Regions from separate parts of the Danio rerio genome. Here region 1 is linked to region 2. A link is a contact called in public Micro-C data. All regions are on one chromosome and are shown on one strand. Each heading gives the region's core, a stretch centred on a gene start, on an enhancer-like site or on the middle of the called end of the contact. The rest is flanking DNA. Distances are from core to core; before and after follow the strand shown.

The links. Hi-C and Micro-C count contacts between places; a contact is called where the count stands out from the background.
Region 1: a Micro-C map of caudal fin shows a contact between it and region 2, with 5 times the contacts expected there. The contact joins the enhancer-like site here to the promoter of ftr69 in region 2. A contact is called at or near these places in 2 of 18 Hi-C or Micro-C datasets (caudal fin and an unstated tissue) and 2 of 4 datasets of contacts at active chromatin or transcription factors (caudal fin and embryo).

The regions. Positions count from the first base shown.
Region 1 is chr13:50,065,545-50,072,840 of GRCz12tu, forward strand. No RefSeq gene overlaps it. Among named protein-coding and RNA genes, the nearest start is that of fgfr2, 3.8 kb to the left of the region's middle. Within about 2 kb of position 4,312, at least 17 of the 62 cell types and tissues checked have an H3K27ac peak or open chromatin away from gene starts, as enhancers often do.
Region 2 is chr13:49,783,183-49,789,884 of GRCz12tu, forward strand. ftr69 (finTRIM family, member 69) reads right to left here and starts at 4,659. Exons shown (of 9, transcript XM_073920302.1): 1 at 1,283-4,659; 2 at 877-944.

The DNA.
Region 1 (7,296 bases), core at 3,062-5,561, 280 kb after region 2:
AATTGGGCCATGACACTTTCCATTTCACGGATTTAAGGTTTTCAAACTTTCCATCACACAAAGAATGCGTGTGAGCGTTTATGTTGTATTGCTACATCACAGGGTTACAACGATACATGCTGCTGAAATATAGCGTAGGTCAGTGGTTTTTCATCAAGTACCACCTCAGAAAAAAAGTTGTCTTTGCAAGTACCACCATAATGAGTAGTATTGAAATACAGTAGTGTATTAGGTCCAGTAAAGCAGCTGAGGCTCTGTACAGTTCAAAAACAAGCCGTATTAGTTCCTAATATTAAGAACATTTAAATAAAATGTGCTTTTTAAAGTTAAAAGTGGTTAGTTACTGTTCTTAAAAAGTAAAAAAAAAAAAAAAACTCCATGTTTATCAGCACCTGGACCTTATAAATATAGGCTTTATGTCATCATATTCATATATAAATCATTTTTGATCATTTATTTAAATTTATTTGGCATGTGCTTATGGCATATTTGATTCATCCACGTACCTCAAGAAGGAAGCCCACATACCACTAGTGGTACTTGTACCACAGTTTGAGAACCACTGGCCTAGATGTTTTGTTTCTAAACAAAATAGTCATTAAATCATAAAGTCATAGAGTGCAAAACTTTCTTTTTTATATAAAAAGAATAGCTCAATATATTTTAATATTAATATTTTAGTGTTTCATATATTTTAATTTGTTTATATAGTCTATCATCAATCAATCAATCAATCAATCAATCTATCTATCTATCTATCTATCTATCTATCTATCTATCTATCTATCTATCTATCTATCTATCTATCTATCTATCTATCTATCTATCTATCTATCTATCTATCTATCTATCTATCATCTATCTATCTGTCTCTCTGTCTGTCTGTCAGTCCGTCTATCTATCTATCTATCTATCTATCTATCTATCTATCTATCTATCTATCTATCTATCTATCTATCTATCTATCTATCTATCTATCTATCTACAGTATCTATCTATCTATCTATCTATCTATCTATCTATCTATCTATCTATCTATCTATCTATCTATCTATCTATCTATCTATCTATCTATCTATCTATCTGTCTATCTGTCTATCTATCTATCTATCTATCTATCTATCTATCTATCTATCTATCTATCTATCTATCGATCTATCTATCTATCTATCTATCTATCTATCTATCTATCTATCTATCTATCTATCTATCTATCTATCTATCTATCTATCTATCTATCTATCTATCATCTATCTATCTGTCTCTCTGTCTGTCTGTCTGTCCGTCTATCTATCTATCTATCTATCTATCTATCTATCTATCTATCTATCTATCTATCTATCTATCTATCTATCTATCTATCTATCTATCTATCTATCTATCTATCTATCTATCTATCTATCTATCTATCTATCTATCTATCTATCTATCATCTATCTATCTGTCTCTCTGTCTGTCTGTCAGTCCGTCTATCTATCTATCTATCTATCTATCTATCTATCTATCTATCTATCTATCTATCTATCTATCTATCTATCTATCTATCTATCTATCTATCTACAGTATCTATCTATCTATCTATCTATCTATCTATCTATCTATCTATCTATCTATCTATCTATCTGTCTATCTGTCTATCTGTCTATCTATCTATCTATCTATCTATCTATCTATCTATCTATCTATCTATCTATCTATCTATCTATCTATCGATCTATCGATCGATCGATCTATCTATCTATCTATCTATCTATCTATCTATCTATCTATCTATCTATCTATCTATCTATCTATCTATCTATCTATCTATCTATCTATCTATCTATCTATCTATCTATCTATCTATCATCTATCTATCTGTCTCTCTGTCTGTCTGTCTGTCCGTCTATCTATCTATCTATCTATCTATCTATCTATCTATCTATCTATCTATCTATCTATCTATCTATCTATCTATCTATCTATCTATCTATCTATCTATCTATCTATCTATCTATCTATCGATCGATCTATCGATCTGTCTATCTATCTATCTATCTATCTATCTATCTATCTATCTATCTATCTATCTATCTATCTATCTATCTATCTATCTATCTATCTATCTATCTATCTATCTATCTATCTATCTATCTATCTATCGATCTGTCTATCTATCTATCTATCTATCTATCTATCTATCTATCTATCTATCTATCTATCTATCTATCTATCTATCTATCACATAAAGAATGCATGTGAATGTTTATATTGTATTGCTACATCTCAAGATTATTCAGCAATGCATGCTGCTGAAATATAGCCTACATATTTTGTTTCTAAACGTAAACACAGTTAACAGATTTAAGATTGTTCTTGTTGACAAGTCTAACAAAACAAAGAAAAAGTCATTGAGTGCATAACTGTCTTTTTATATAAAGGAATTGCTCAATATATAACAAATCAAATCACTTTTATTGTCACACACACACACACACACACATGTATATATATATATATATATATATATATATATATATATATATATATATATATATATATATATATATATATATATATATATATATATATATATATATATATATATGTGTATATTTATTTATTTTATTTATTTTTTTTTTTTGGCATTTTTTCACCTTTACTATGATAGGACAGTAGAGATTTCAGACAGGAAAGCATTGGGAGTAGAGAGAGGGGTAGGATCAGCAAAGGACAACTAGCTGGGAATCGAACTCGGGTCACCGTGAGCACGTACCACTAGTACCACTAGGCTATTGGCGCCGACCTCAGTATATTTTAATATTAATACTTCAGTGTATCTTTATTCTGTTATAGTTTTTCTCAGTGGCTTTGGTGCATTTCTCACAACACTATTTACATTTGCACAACAGTTAATGCATTTCTCAAAACAGTTAGTAATTTGTGCACATCATAGTAGCAGTTTCTCATTCCTTCCAACACATTGCAGATGCTTTTGGACATGCATCAACTGCTTTCACACGACTCTCTGCTGCTTATAACATTATCATTTGCTTATGTCATATCAGTCAAAATGAGCTAAACCTGTGAATGCTGAATAGTCATTAAATATAACACTAATAGTCCTCATTTCAATTACTCGAGTCACTACATACAAAAATGTTGAACTAGTTGTCAAAATCTGTCAAGCAAATTTTATGCAAAATGTTTAATCTTTATTTTTCCTGAAAAAGTCTTCTAAATTGAACAATTTGATAAATGGTTTACGGACCTGTGTATGTTGTAGGTTCAGTTTCAATATGTACTGCAATATTGTTTACAGTTGTGCTCAGTTCTACCCAAACAACGTTTATGTTTGTTGTAAATAAGGGTGTATTTATTTTTTTGCACAATGCTGTGAATATTGAATTGCAAAGAGCAAATGCAGTATTAATGTGAAAGATACATATTCAGTGTCTTGTACTCAAATACCTCACTACATACAGTGATGTCTAACTTTACTAATAGTGGTGCAAATAGTATATAGTGCTGTCTTGAGCATTTTTTAAGAAGTGTCACCAAAATCTGACTTTTTTGCATTGGAAATAATGTAGAGTAAACTTTCATAATGAAAACATGACAAAGCCATTTGACTATCTTGTTCATAAAAAATTGTATAAAAATTATCTTTTCATCTTGATGACACTGACACTTTCATTGACATGTATATTTGCTTTTGAGGAATGAGCTCTCCATTTTGAGTAAGTGACACACTTTTGTAGGTTATCAACTAGATTTTGCAGTTTGTACAAATTATTTTGAGAAATGTATTATCTGTTGTGCAAATGTGAATAGTGTTGTGTAAAATGCACCAAAGCGAATGCACCAAATTGAAAGCGACAGAAATGTAAACACAAAAGAAGATACTTTGAAGAAAGCTGAAAACCGGTAACCATTGGCTATCATAGTAGAAAAAATATTACAAGTGAATGGTTACAGGTTTCCAACATTCCTCAACATATCTTCTATAGTGTTCGACAGAAAAAGGAAACACACAAACAGGTTCGGAACAAGTGGAGGATGAGAAAATGATGACCGAATATTTATTTTTGGATGAACTATTCCTTTAATGCACTGTGCAAAACAATTAGCAATTTCCTCAGTGCCAACCACACCACATATTAACCACACGCTTGCATACGGACCCCGTCATTTTCCCAGCATTGCTATCTGTGGCTCATGACGGACTCCCCCATTGAGCGCTCAGTCTCCCAGCATTCACACTGGGAGCCTCCCTAATCAATGACCCCTAAATGTCAGAGAGCGAGGGCCCCACACTCCCCTCCCAAAGCGTCTCCTCCATTGGACGGGCCCTTGGAAACTAAAGAGAGCCGGATTAGGACAGGAGGAGGGCTGAATATGCCTTTCCCTCTCTCCGTTTTCCCCCCCTTCCTCATAAAAGATCCGTCCCCATTCAGTCGGAATGAGCCAGCTAATAAGGCTGTTAAAGAAAAGCGAGAGGTTCCTCAGTGAATGGGGCCTTCCATCACGGCTTTTCTTTCTCTTTCAGGGCCAGATTCTCCAGCTCGCTCTGACACAGTGAAGCCATCAGCACCGTCTCCCATAAAAGGTGACAGTTTGGATCGCAATGAGAGGGAAGCGCGAAAAGGAGGGGACAGGCCGCAGGTTTAGGGGGTGCCAAATAAAGGACGGACTATACAGTCTTTCACGCGTCTCCCCATCGCCTGTCCTGGCCAGATTTACATTGTTTTTATGGCTGTCTTACAGGCCTGCCACATTTAGCAAACACAATGGGACAGCCAGTGAGAGTCAGGGAGAAAAAGACTGTAGTGAAAGAGGAGGGTCACGTCTCTCTGTTCTCTTACTGTCCTGCTCATCCGGCTGGAGATGTTAGGATCTGACCAGCAGTGTAAATCACGGGCCATGTTGATATTTGCAAGCCGTTTGCATAAACGTCGATTTAGCATCGCTTTTGCATGATCACACTCCTAAAGGGTTAGTTCACACAAAAAAGTATTTACTAACTATTTACTCATCCTCAAGTGGTTGCAAACTGTTTCTTCATGTTGAACACAAATAAAGATGTTTGTCAAGAAAAGCTGAAACTATTGACTTCCATACACTCTCAGGGCCTACTCACACTATGATTTCCAAACCATGCCCAAGCCCATTTCCCGGATCATTTGAGAAGTGTGAGTGCTCTGAGCTCGGTTCACTTTGGCTTTGACGCGGTACGCTTGTGTGAGAGTGCAAAATGCGCCTGAGCCCGAAACTGAAGATGACACGTGACTTTTAAGGGACTGTTTCATATAGATTAATTAATCATTCGTACTGTTCAATGAACACAAACTGTCATAGGTTATTTAAGACGCAAACCTCTCACTGCTATGGAAGAATCATTTTGCTTTTCTGTTAACTTTTCTGTTAAAAAGAACCATTTTCATGAGTTTGAAGAATAATTTCTCACGGAATTTTGTAACTTTTTGATTTAGTGGCTATTTCATATGAATTCATATGATCTAATTCAGACAAGTCAGTACCATTTGCTCATCCTCCAATGACCATTGGATTTAGGGAGGGGTTTGGTGCCACACTTCCTTTTTAAAATTGAACAGTATTGTAAAACAAAACTTGTACTAATTTGTAGAAAATTAAATTGACAAATCTAAAAATGTTTACGTTTCCTAGTGAGATTAGGTTGATAATTTCAATCTAAGGAACCTATTTTCACACTTCCAGCTCAAATAGTTGACAATACAAGAAAAAGATGTGGTGTTAGTGAAACCAGCAGGGGGCACTCAACCTGCAGTCTCTGTGGGTCCTAACGCCCCACTATATTGATGGGGACTCTAGTCTATACTGCTCAGAAAGCACCGTATTTCTGATAAGACGTTAAACCATGGTCTTGACTATCTATCATTGTTAAAAAATTCCAGGATATCCTTCAAAAAAGAAGGAGTTCGGAGTTTAACCCCAGAATCCTGGCCAAATTTGCCCACTGGCCTCTGTCCATCATGGTCTCCTAACCATGCCCATATCATAATTGGCTTCATCACTCTGTCTGATGTTTGGTGTGCAGTTTGGTGTAATATGGCTGCCATTGCATTATCCAACTGTAAAGTGCTACACTATTACAATATATATTGAATATAAATATATTATATCAATTATATAATAAATATATAATATTAAATTACATAAAATTATAAAAAAGGACAAATTCTGGACCTTTTGGCTGTGGGGGGTGATTAGTTCGAAACACTCAACCCCCCCCCCCCCCCCCCCCCCCACCCCCCACCCCGCTTAGGACATGTATACACACAATTGAAGTCAATGTCACTGCCCCTTATGTTCATTTTACCCAGAAACCACAGTCAAACGTATGTTGAAGAATGTTTTACGTATTGTACGCACTTCCAATGAGCCTCTATTGAGATTTTCAGTTAAGCTAATGGATTTGAGCATGAGAACAGTCTCTTAAGTGGAGGCCTGATGTCCTGCTGTTATGCTAATGCTAATGCTGCGTTATTTGAGTGACACTGCAGTGTTTTTCCACCTCTGCAGTCAGTCACGTGAGCCGCCTGCTGTTCGCTGCCCTATTGACAGCAACTTATGATTTATGCCAGACAATTGTTTGGTCAGCTTTAGGTTTCAAAACAGTCCTACCAAAATGCAGAGTTTGCTTAAGTCGGGAGAGAAAACCCTTCACGTGGAGAACAAACACTCACTCCTCGCGTCACTATGAGGGCAAGAATTCTTACAAAAACATGATGTCACGTTTCATCTCCCTGGCAACATTCCCGAGACATAAATATTCATTATAATCATTAAGAAAACACTGTAAGTGGTGTTGGGTGCAATTTGACTTTAGGTGTGTCAAATACTTGAACATTTAAATTATAGAGAGCGAAGTCAGATTGGAGGATAATGGCTGTGTCGGTGTTCTTTGCCGTGTATTAACATGTTTTGTGTGGTAATTCACTTGTAATGGCATATACGAAAGTCAAGCATGAGCGAGTACTATAGTTAGCCCTGATCCACACTTAGTGTGGCGGACTTTAATAATATAGAAAGGACTCTTAAAATAGATAAAGGAAATTATCACAAAGTGAGTGATTCCTAGCCATATACTGTTGAAGAAGTCAAAATTATTTGCCTTCCTGTTACTTTTTTCCTTTTTGTAATATTTCCCAAATGATGTTTAACAGAGCAAGGAATTTACCCCAGTTTTTCCTATAATATTTATCTCCTTTGGAGAAAGTCGTATTTGTTTTATTTCAGCTAGAAAAAAAGCAGCTTAAAAAAATTAAGGGCAAT
Region 2 (6,702 bases), core at 3,409-5,908:
AAAATACGTTTGCTATTAACATTGGAACTGCACAGAACTCAAAACTCAAGACTTCGCATGAAACTTCCAAAGTACAGAACTACAAATAGCAAAACACACACACACACACACACACACACACACACACACACACACACACACACACACACACACACACACACACACACACACACACACGCACACACACACACACACACACACATATATATATATATATAAATATATATACACACATAATATATACTTTGGTTGTTTTTGTATAGTTACATTTTCTTATGTAACCCTGTAAACCTTATGTAAATCACAGCTATTTAAAAATCTCAAATCTGAGGGTTCAAAAAAAAAAAAATAAATAAATAAATAAATGTTTAAGTTGTCCAATGGAGTGCTTTTAATCTTTGCCCAGAACTACATGTTACTAATCACAATTGAGTTGGGATATATTTACAGAAGTAAGTTGACAAAAAAAAGTAATGGAACCTGATTTTCACTTAATATTTTACCGATATTTAGAATAAAAGATGTTTATACTGTATGTGGCCTACTATAACTTTTAAACTCTACTGCAACCTTCTGACACTCAAAAGATAATATTTTTTAACTAATATAAATGGACATACTGTACATTTCAAGGGGGGTGCATATGGACAGTCTCCTCTCAAACAGATACTCTTGTACAACATTTGTTAAAGTATTTGAGTAGCATTATTATTAAATTAAAATCTTCTTACAGGATCCTGTCCAACATTAAACAGCAACATCAAATTGATTCTGCCAATGTTTTCAAAATGTCAAGCAAACAAAGTTGGCAAAATGTATTTTAGTTTAAGCAACACTGATTTATACAAGATAAAATTCACCTGTTATTTCACTCACCAGTGCTTTTCCACTGCTGATGATTTTATCACCGTCTGCTATCAATCACTCCACTAACAACCGTGTGACTGAATATAAAAAAGCATCAAGAGAAACAGAAATAGGTATCTTGACTGCAGACATGCAATATACGCAATTTGGGTCCACAAAAAAAAAAGAAAAAGAAAAAAAAGAAGAAAATGCTTAACAGGAAACAAATGTGGGCTGAGGAGATGTGCAAAACCAAATTCTTCCTGCCACTAACTGTGAATTTAATATAATTGTGTAAAAGGCTTAGCATTGATGTTATCAACTAATCAGAGCCCATGCAATATGGAATAAAGTATTTCTCAATGACTGGGTAAAATGCATACGTCTATTTTCATACAGTAGTGATACTTTTTTTGTACTGTTAGTTGATTAGTACCTGTGATTCATCTTGTTGACGCTTTTCCTGTTTTCACTTTGGTCCTTTAAAAACAGATGCACACATAAGCTGTGTTTTCAAATGTGGGTTTGCAAAGTACTGGGGATTTCACACATGCTCCTGCCTTTTAACATTTAAAGATCTGTGTACTTCTCCACTTAAAGTCTGTTTATAAAATTTTATAAAGATAAAAATGCATTTTCTAACTGTGTAGTAATTGTTATACACAACCTGACAAAAGTCTTATCGTCTATCCTAGTTGTAAGAGCAACAAATAATAACTTTACTTCTAGTTGATCATTTGGAAAAGTGTCAGAAGGTAGATTTCTCTGATGGATCATCTGCATCCCAATCATCACAAATACTTCAGAAGACCTATCGGAACTTCAAGGACCAAACATTCTCATAGAAATCAGTCAAGTTTGGTGAAGGAAAAATCATGGTTTGGGGGCGTGCAAGAGATCTGCAGAGTGGATGGCAACATTAATAGCTTGAGGTATCAAGACATTTGTGTTGCCCATTACATTACAAACCACAGGAGAGGGCAAATTCTTCAGCAGGATAGCGCTCATTCCATACTTTAGTCTCCATGTCAAAGTTCCTGAAAGCAAAAAAGGTCAAAGTGCTCCAGGATTGGTCAGCCCATTCACCAGACATGAACATTATTGAGCATGTCTGGGGTAAGATGAAGGAGAAGGCGTTGAAGATGACATCAAAGACTCTTAATGAACTCTGGGAGTCCTGCAAGATGCTTTCTTTGCCATTCCAGATGACTTTATTAATAAGTGATTTGAGTCATTGCAGAGATGTATGGATGCAGTCCTCTAAGCTCATGATGGAGTCAGACAAAATATTTATTCTGTTTCCTCTGCAGCATGACTTTATATTCTATACTGTACATTACTTCTGTTAAGTGGCAAGACTTTTGAATAAGAAAAGTTAGACCTTACTGTCCTAATTAAATAATTAAAAATAAGTGGCATGATCATATTTTATTTTGGTCAAATAAGCGTAATCTAGAGGCCTTTGCCTTTCATATAAGCCACTTCTGATGCCAAATGATTAACTAGAAGTCAAGTTATTATTTGTTTTTTTCTAAAACTTGGATGGGAAATAAGACTTTTGTCAGGTAGTTTACAGAGGTGAATTTTTCTTTTTAATTTTTTTTTTTTTTTTTGAAAAATGTACATTGATATTGGACACTGTAAATAGTACACAAATGTACTGTGTATACAAACTGTACATACACCTGCGCACAATTAAGTTAAAGTTCAAATTAATTAAGCAATTAAGCCAAAATCACATTTTGGTGTCAATTGCTGTAAACTACATTTATGTAATAAACAAATGAAGGTTTTTAATTCAGTAATTAGCATGGGGTATATGTGGATTTCTGTTATGAAAAAAATAATTATATACTCACAATGGGGAAAAAATGGCTGAATCAAAAATTCATTCAATTTGCACAATAACAAAAAATATAGATAGCCAAAGACATGAAAATGAAAGTAATTAAATTGATTTAAAAATGTAAGGAGTGAAAATTAAATATTTGTGTAAAAATGTAATGAGTAAAAGTAAAAAAAAAATAATAATAATGGACTTATATACTGATACCAGAAAGTCAAATAAATAAATAAATAAATAAATAGTGGAGTAATACACTGAAACCAGGAAATCTAGTTAAGTACAGTAAATATAGATACAGTACAGTATCTTTTCAAGTACAGTAATTGATTACATAATTATTGAAAATTCATTCAATTTGCACAATGACAAAAAATATAGACAGTCGAAGACACAAAAATTAAATTAATGAGATTGGTTTAAAAATGTAAGTAGAAACAGATATCTGTGTAAAAATATAATGAATAAAAGTAAAAAAATAAAATAAAAACAATAGTGGAGTTATATACTGATACCAGAAAATCTACTTGAATAAGTTCTTTGTTACTTCCCATCTCTGGTAATTTTAACTTTTAAGATTATTATTTTTTGGAAAGTACTTGGATTTTGGAGACTGTACACAAATGTACTGTACTTACACACTGTAATACACATGTAACGGAGGCAAGCTAGTACGTGCTGTGCAGGTAAACCTCACTCCTCTGACCTCTAAAGGTGCTCTAGCGACAGATGCTAGACGCCATGGTCTTTAGCCTTCTTGGTAGAGCATCCGACTCATATGCGGAAGGTCGCCCAGCTCAGAGCGGGTTGGGTAGTGTAAGACCGGCGGGGTTACACACACATACAATTAAGTTAAAATCAATTAAGCAGTTAATTTAAAATCACATTCAAACACAACTGTCAAATACTGTTATTTAGTAAACTTTTTTTGTAAAAATTCAGTAATTAGCACGAGGAGTGTATGTGGATTTCTGACTGTATTGAGAAAAATTATCTTCTGCTGTATTGCGTAAATGTTAAAATGACATCTGTTTGGAAACAATTGCCAGCTTTTTTTGAGTAATGTTGTGATGTAAAATGTTATGATATCATTCACACATATACAGTTTTTTAACTGAGGAATTGAGTTTTAGTTTAAATTCTGTTTCACGTTTCCTCTTTTAAATCTTACATAAAGAAATTAATAATAGTTGCTAGTTAAAATGTTTTTTCTTGGTATAAATAGACAATTTGTATCACTTCAGTTACTAGTTTGAAGAAATGCAGAAATATACAGTGATTACAAACACAGATTAACATGAAAAACATGGGAAAATGTCTGACCTTCTCTTTATTAAGTTGATTTCAACTTTTTAAGCACCAAAGATTAATGCAACTGCTTCTTATATGTTTATATATAATGTATTTGTAACATCTTCAGACAGTTGCATTTTGCATATTTTATCTGGCTGAATTTACATTATAAAGTGGACGCAAAAGCACTCACCTGAATAAACTCTGTCAGATTAGCCGACTGATGAACTCAATCCTCTGTGAATCGCATGTCATGACATACAGTCCACTAGATGGCAGCACAGGACAGGTTTTGCAATGTGACTCCTTTTTATTTCCTGTCCAACTTTTAACATTACACAGGCCACATGCACCACAACATGACCTCTTCTGTGAAAACAAATCACCAGTAAACGACACCTTTAGTGCTTTTTTTTAAAGTTCCCACAACTCTGGGTTGCCAGATTTATATCCTAAATCACCCTCATAAAATAAAGTGAATCTATCTATCTATCTATCTATCTATCTATCTATCTATCTATCTATCTATCAATCTATCAATCTATCTATCTATCTATCTATCTATCTATCTATCTATCTATCTATCTATCTATCTATCTATCTATCTATCTATCTATCTATCTATCTATCTATCTATCTATCTATCTATCTATCTATCTATCCATCCATCCATCCATCCATCCATCCATCCATCCATCCATACTTCTTTTTATCATCTGAACCATTCAGTTGTTATTTCAGTCTATAAAAATAATCAGCCAAAGTTACAGTTGAAAGGCAAAGATATTATTATTATTATTATTGTTATTATTATTAATTAAGTATGGGAATTTTATGGGTTTTTTTTTTGGTTCATGTTTATTTTACCTTGTGAACATCTAGTTCTCATAAAGACTCAATACAAAATAAATCGTGGGCATTAATTTCTTTGTACTTTACTTTTTTTTAATGTCATAGTTTTATACCAGGCTTCATATCAAATTAATTTATCGGACTTTTGTGCAGAGATCCATAATTGGCCTGTTTGTTACAGATATTTTTATACAGTGTATCTGAACCTGACAACAGTGCACATTTCCACTACACAGGAATTTGACTGAACTGCTTGACCGACTGTACCGAATCTAGATTTTCTTCATCCATATCAAAACAGACTGGATGAGGAGGAGCGCGGCGCCGCTTTCACACTATCAGCATGCAGATCTGTCACGACAAACACCTCCTGATGTGTGTGTGTTTATCAGCGCATCAGTGTATGTGAGGCTGAAGGCATGAACAGCCCTGGGAAACACTAAACAAAACCCTTTCCCTCATAGTTGTGCTCACTTCGTCATTCAGAGTGTCTGTAATTACACGATGTATGAATGCAAATTTCCCAAAAATATCAGTGAAAGAATTGTACATCTACTCCAGCTAAGAATGTGCAAAACTACATATTTTCATCTGTTGATTAATATTATTGATTGATTGATTGATTGATTGATTGATTGATTGATTGATTGATTGATTGATTGATTGATTGATTGATTGATTGATTGATTGAATGATTGATTGATATAGTGCTCACCATATATGAGCATCCCACAAAAATCTTGTTTAAATTAATATTTTCTATAGGATGTTTTACAGTGTTACTGTATGTGTGCAGATATATTAGATTAGTCAGTACTGAAGCCAAATCTGGAGCTTATCTAACAAAAGAACTTTAGATAATGATCCAAAAATTAGTAGCCCAAATTTATATAATAGGGAAAATATTAAATACAAATTTTAAAAAATGCAAAAAAAAAAAAAAAAAAAACACGAACAAACGCACGGACACACACACACACACACACGCACACATATACATATAACTTTTGTAGATTTTTTGCAATATTTCAAATGATATTAAATGTATTATCTTTTTAGTTCTAAAGATGATCTGTGACTAAAATATTACTTTAATAAATATATCCATTTAATAAATGCACCAAACAATGTTGTACTTTGGAGTCATTTCTAAAATCTAAAAAATTATGAAAAATACCAAACAACTATGTAATATAGATTAAAAGTATCTTTCAGACAGAGGTTCAGCAGCCTTAGACTACATTTGTTCTCTTCAAAAGATAAATACTTAGCTAATATGTAGCTTAGATTTACATTAGACAAATACCTTTTATTTATTTTGATTTGCACTGTTCTGTCATTTATTTTCAGTGTAAAATTATTACTTCTGTTCAAATGCCAAATGTTTTTTTCACTTATGTTTAAGTGCAAAGAGAAATGGACTATTGTTTGTTTTTTATTTTTATTTTTGTGCTGTATTAATTGGTTGCTAAGCAGCAATAAACAACACTTTAAAATATAAAGAGTTTTCATGTGAATTACTAGTAGTGTTTTGAAATAAAAAACGCATAATAATCGTGACAACCGTGAAACCATGATTACTCCTCAGACTATAATCGTGCAACCAAAATCTATAATCGTTGCATTCTTAGTTACTAAAAATCCATTAACTAACATCAACTAATACACCCTTATTTTAAAATGTATCAATTTTTCAACCCCATATTTCCAAAAACCTTCACAGCACTACCTCTTTAAATTCCAGCATAAGTGAGCTTACTGCATAACAGGCATGACCCATATATGAACGTACAGCACAGTGAATATAAAGCTGCCTTGTGTTCGTTTTCTAGACAGGTCTGAAAGACGCAAACAGTCATTTCTCCCAC